Regions from separate parts of the Gossypium hirsutum genome. Here region 1 is linked to region 2. A link is a contact called in public Hi-C data. All regions are on one chromosome and are shown on one strand. The core of a region is the stretch at or near the end of the contact, and the rest is flanking DNA. Distances in the headings are between cores, read along the strand shown. Region 1 has its middle 4.2 kb from the start of LOC107955091. Region 2 holds the start of LOC107954780 (protein PIN-LIKES 7).

Region 1 (2,896 bases), core at 188-2,687, 560 kb after region 2:
AATCGTTTCTTGTAATTGTTGAAGAGAGTGGATAATTTCTTACTGAGTTAGGCTCCATAAACGTAGGGAAACAAAACTGCGTAAACAATCACTATGTGCTCTATTTGTTTAATATTTACAGTTTGGTGCTAGAGAGCTACCCACTTCTCTGTCACTCATTCCAAGCACTTAGCTTATATTACAACAATGATTTTAAAATTTCATAAACAAATATTCATATTTTTATTATTAAAATATCAATAGTTTTTACAGTTTGGTGCTAGAGAGCTACCCACTTCCCTGTCACTCATTCCAAGCACTTAGCTTATATTACAACAATGATTTTAAAATTTCATAAACAATATTCATATTTTTATTATTAAAATATCAATAGTTTATACTATAAAACATTTATTATTAAATATTTATAAATTATATTATATATTTACTATTAAAATATTAATATAAAGATATTAAAGATATTTTTTAAATTTTAAATTTTAAAATTATTGTTGTTAAATTTTTTATTAAAATAAATTATAACATTCAGTAATTTACTAAAATAATAAATTATATTAATTATATCAATAATTTATTATATTATTAATATAAAAAAAATTCTGCCGCTTGGCACGCTTTACTTTGTCTGTCGTTTTGGCACGTATAGTCTTTTCATCATGTTTTCTTTCTTTTAGTAAACAATTTTTCTCTTTTTGTTGTTTCTTTTATTTTCTAATTTTCCTGTTTCATCACTTTTCCTTCGAGTATGGAGAGTGGAATAGCATACTTACGATTAGAGGATAATGAAGAAGAAGCCTGGAATGTCTAGGGAGATAGGGACTATATGAATCAAAAGTATGATTTTTGTCTGGTGGGTTGTTTTCTAACAGCGAGTGTCATTAATTTTCAGGCAATGCGGAATACTATGGCCAATATTTGGCATCCTTTGGGAGGTGTTGAGATATCAGACCTGGGAGAGAAGCGTTTCCTCTTTAGGTTTTATCACGAGTTGGATATTGGCAGGGTGGAGAAGGGAGCCCCTTGGACTTTAAATAGTCATCTTCTCATTTTTCACCGTTTACGAGAAAATGAGGAACCTTTACAGGTACCTTTGATTTATTCCTTTTTCTAGTTATAAATTCATAATCTCTCTTCAAGGTTATTTTCAGAAAATATGGCTCAACAATTTAGGAATTTTGTGGGTCAATTTGTGGAGTACGATTCTAAATAGATTGGACGGGGAATTAGGAATTTTATGCGAGTACGGGTGTCGATTGATGTTCGTCTTCTTCTGAAACGACGAAAAAAATTATCTTAGCATCTGGGGATCAAACTTATGCAAATTTTAAATATGAAAAGTTGTCTTTGTTTTACTTTGTTTGCGACCGACTAGGCCATGAGGATAGTTTATGTCCAACGAGACTATATAATGGAGAGATGGAGGTAGTTCTAGGGTGGGACCTATCCCTCAGGGCTGCGGCTAAAAGGGCAACAATTGCAACTAGTGTGCGGCTTCGGGAAGATATCGCAGGGAATAATTATGGAAATACTACTGATGAGAAGAATAAGAGGAGTAATTGGAGGAATACGAATCAAGAAGGGATGTTCCGTGATCAGTGGGTTAAAACAAATCAAATCCTTGGTTTTAATTTGTAAGGTAGCTCTTTTTTAGAAAGTCTACTAAACAGGGAAAGGGGGTTATGGGAAGAAATCATGGAATGGATGATGATATGGAAGAAAATCCTCTTAAAGATCTTGAAGGAAAAAAATGTCCCAGAGTTTTCAAATCTGATCTGACAATTTCTGGTAAACCAGATTCGTCAGATTTTCATGATGAACGAGTATTTGAGAGTCAAACATCAAAATCGGTGGCCGACTTTGGGTAGGCTAACCGGTACCAATAAAGATTCTTTGTTGAAATGTTCGTGGATTGGAGAGTCCACAAGTTGTTAGAAGACTTCAACATATGTTGAAGAAAATCAATCCCCATATAGTCTTCTTTATGGAGATAAAATTGGATTCAAATCGAATGGAGGTCATAAGACGAAAATGTGGTTTTCTTTCTGGTATAGATATGTCGAAAGATGGATCTTGAAGAGGATTATGTATCGGTGGAAGGACAATCTGAGTATTTCATTACATTGAATGCATAAAAATCATATTGATGTTGAGGTTGCTGATGGGACGGAGAAGCTGCCTTTAGAGATTTACTGGCTTCTATGGTTTTTTAGATGTTCGGTATAAGGAGGACACCTGGAATTTATTAAATACTCTAAGACGTTGAAACAATCTCCCTTGGGTGGTAGGTGGAGATTTTAACGAAATTCTATACTCTTTTGAGAAGAAGGGTGGTATTCCAAGAGAGAGTGGTCGTATGGGGAGCTTTCGTGAAGCCTTGGATGAATGCCAATTGAATGACCTTGGCTATGTGGGTCCATGGTTTACTTAAGAGAGGGGTAACTTTGAGGCTAATGATGTTCGGGAGAGGTTAGACCGTGGTGTTACTAATTCTAATTGGTGGATGTTATTCCCAAATTTCCAGGTTAAACACTTGACTCATTCGTTTCCGATTATTGTCCCGTACTTATCTCCACAAATTTTGAAGAAGAGAACCGAGTTTTCAAAAGGTTCAGGTTCGAATCTTAGTGGACCTTATAGGAGTCACGTGAAGATAAGATTCGAAGCATATGGGCTTTAAATACTGAGGATATTCTGACTCGTCTATCCATATTGGCGGAAGGGTTATAACAATGGGCTGCTACGATTCAAAGAAATAGAAAAGGGATGTCCAAAAAAATTGAAAGCGAATTAAAGAACTCAATAGGGAGGATCGACCAGATGATAACATTACTGATCTCATTAATACAAAGTTGTTAAATATGGATATGGACAGAGAAGAGGCGTATCGGGAGCAACA
Region 2 (2,820 bases), core at 305-2,804:
AACCACCAAGCTGCATTAATTACCCGAATTAAAGCATATGTGAATATGATTAATCAGTCCTTCTGTAGGCTTGAAATAACCACGTGTAATTACCGCCATGGAGAAAGATGCATAGGAGAGTCCAACTGAGTTGCAAACATCACGGTTCCCAAATGGGCTTCTATCTTCATTGCAGACTGCAGGGACAAGTATAAGGAGAAGATTTCCCACGTTCCCTAGAAATAATTTCAACTACAACTTAGTCACATGTAGGGGAAAAGGGGGCCTTGAAAGCTCTTTCAAGTTTCGACCTTACCAGCTGAACATGTCGCAATAATAAGACCTTCCAGATGGGGCTTTGGTCTCAGTATCTTAACCACAAACCATCCCACCATTCCTCCCACTAGAAAGGTGATTCCCATGTTTACAGGCATAAACCACCTGTGAGTTGATAGATGATCAAACACATTGAAACCAAGTCAAAAAAGTCTATATGCATGTATGTAAGTATCCTACCATGAAATAATGTCTTGGAGCGTGACGGTCTTGGCCAGACTTGCAAACATGAGCGAGGGTGTAAACACAACGAACACAAGCTGCGTTTAATTACACAACATAAACAAATCTAAGAACTGAAGAAGATATTATGATGATGTTACAGTCAAGTTAACTAATTAGCATGAAAAAAGCCTACTTATGCAGCCTTTAATCACCTATAGAAACGATTATTCATGAAAATAGTCAAGTAATTAACACCTTATTCAAGGATCTGCGCGTATCTTCTGGGAAAAGCTTGCAGTAATCAGTCGCCAGGAAAGCGCCTAACAAACTGATTATAAGTACTTGCAAGATAGGCATGGCAGCAACCTCGAACAATGTCCAGAAACCCATATTTTTAATTTGTTTATATATGATAGATGAGAATGAGTGAGACAGAAAATGTATTTGGTGCAGTGCAGCAGCCCTCTTTCAATGATGATGAGTATGGTTTGTGTAGCATCAGGTTTGCACAAATGAATATATGTGAGGCTAAAACAACAGAAGAGGAGGAAAAGGTAGGGAGGGCACATACAGATAGATACAGTGCAATGCAATAATGAAATGGGATGCGAGATTACATTAAGTGGAGATGTACGGTAACAATGACGTTAAAAAAGAAAACAAAAAATTAAGTTGGGGAGATAAATGAAAGAAAGGTATTTTGATTTGATTTGTTGGTGTAGGGTAATAGAGAATGAAATTGGAGTTAAAGTAAAAGACATATGAACCAATGTGGAGGAAAGATCGGTGAAGGTCACAACTGATTGTAATTTAGCTGCCTGCCCTGCTTACCCTTTTCTCTTTGTGTAATTGTGTCGTTGCTATGGGATTGCTAAATAGGTTTGGATGCTTTTAGTTCTTACAACAAGATGAAGGTAAGGTCGGAGGCGGATTGTTATGTCAATCTAACAAGATTGTAGAGGAAGGAGATGAAAGAAAGTAAAAATGGCCTGGAGAAAGGATAAGAGCTATGGTTCAAGGGAAGTATCTTATAATATTTTACCATATTAATGCTGGATAGTCAGGACCAATAGTAAGGATAAGAGCTATGGTTCAAGGTAGGTCCTATTAATGCTGGATAGTCAGGAGCAATAATACAAATATGATAGTACCTGGAAACAGCGTGAAGATCAATGATAGATAGGATAAGATTACATAATCATGGACAAACAATGTCCTAAATTTTTCTTTTACTTTTTTTTTTCAAAACCAGGATATCGACGATATGTAATAGTAATTATTTTATAAATGTGCTCCATCCCATGAGTAAGATCGAATCCTCAATTACATGATTAAAGGGTGAGGTGAGCAAGCATCATACCGCATCTTAATGTAAAGTTAACCAAAAGGATGGTACCCACAAAATAGGGTAAATTATACTATTGGTCACTAAACTAAAAAAGTTACAATTTGATCATTGAAATATTCAAAAAGTTGTTCAATTGATGCTATATATGGCTTTCTCTGTTTATACTACCTGCACCAATCGAAATTTTCTTTCTCTTCTTCTATACTATTTTTCTTTCATTAAATAATTTTGGACGTTACGAATTTATAAATAAAACTCAAATAGCTTTTTTCCTCGATGACATTGACCAACAGATCAATTTGGATCTAAGGTACGGTACGTTCTTCTACTCGCCGATGAGTACTGATCCACCATACTGATCATCAAATTATTGCTTGGAGCTCATTGGTGGAACTTTTTTTTCTCTAAATTAATAGCCCGGTAACTTAAATTAAAACTTTTAAATAGTTTAATGACTTAAATAAAAACTTTCGAATAATTCAATGATCAAATTGTAATTTTTTTTAATTAAATCACCAAAATAAAATTTTACCTATAATTTAGTGAGCAATTGTACAATTTACCTAAAAAATAAAGTTAGCTAAAAGGACGCTTTTTATGATACGTAAGCCAACATAAATGAAAAATGGTCGCTTGCTGTTATCTATCGAGTGTCAATTAATTGCTTTAATTACTCCTAATTCCGGCTATTTTTTCTACCAAAGTTAAAAGAATTAATTATTTATGAAAATGATTCAAGTAGAAAATTATTTACGTAAATGATTCATTCTTCATAATGGTTATTAATGTCAGCTTGATATATTGATAGTATCGTCCACTTATCATAAGCTAATTATTGATTTTTTTTAAAAATAGTTTTTTTATTGTTATTATTGTGTCAGGCGACATACGTATGTATTTTTTAAAATACCTGTTAATGAGTATTCAGGAAGAAAAGAAGAAAGAAAAATATATATTCTAATACCTGAAAAGAAACAGTTGAAATAGAAAAA

What was found. Hi-C and Micro-C count contacts between places; a contact is called where the count stands out from the background.
Region 1: a contact with region 2 is called in a Hi-C map of leaf, with 1.7 times the contacts expected there. The contact joins the enhancer-like site here to the promoter of LOC107954780 in region 2. A contact is called at or near these places in 3 of 34 Hi-C or Micro-C datasets (callus and leaf).

The regions. Positions count from the first base shown.
Region 1 is chrD07:40,353,709-40,356,604 of Gossypium_hirsutum_v2.1, forward strand. No RefSeq gene overlaps it. Among protein-coding and RNA genes, the nearest start is that of LOC107955091, 4.2 kb to the right of the region's middle. Within about 2 kb of position 1,438, at least 6 of the 9 cell types and tissues checked have an H3K27ac peak or open chromatin away from gene starts, as enhancers often do. A contact at or near this core is called in leaf, where this site is marked.
Region 2 is chrD07:39,796,699-39,799,518 of Gossypium_hirsutum_v2.1, forward strand. LOC107954780 (protein PIN-LIKES 7) reads right to left here and starts at 1,555. Exons shown (of 9, transcript XM_016890451.2): 1 at 736-1,555; 2 at 496-575; 3 at 296-420; 4 at 94-215; 5 at 1-10. The coding sequence starts at 870.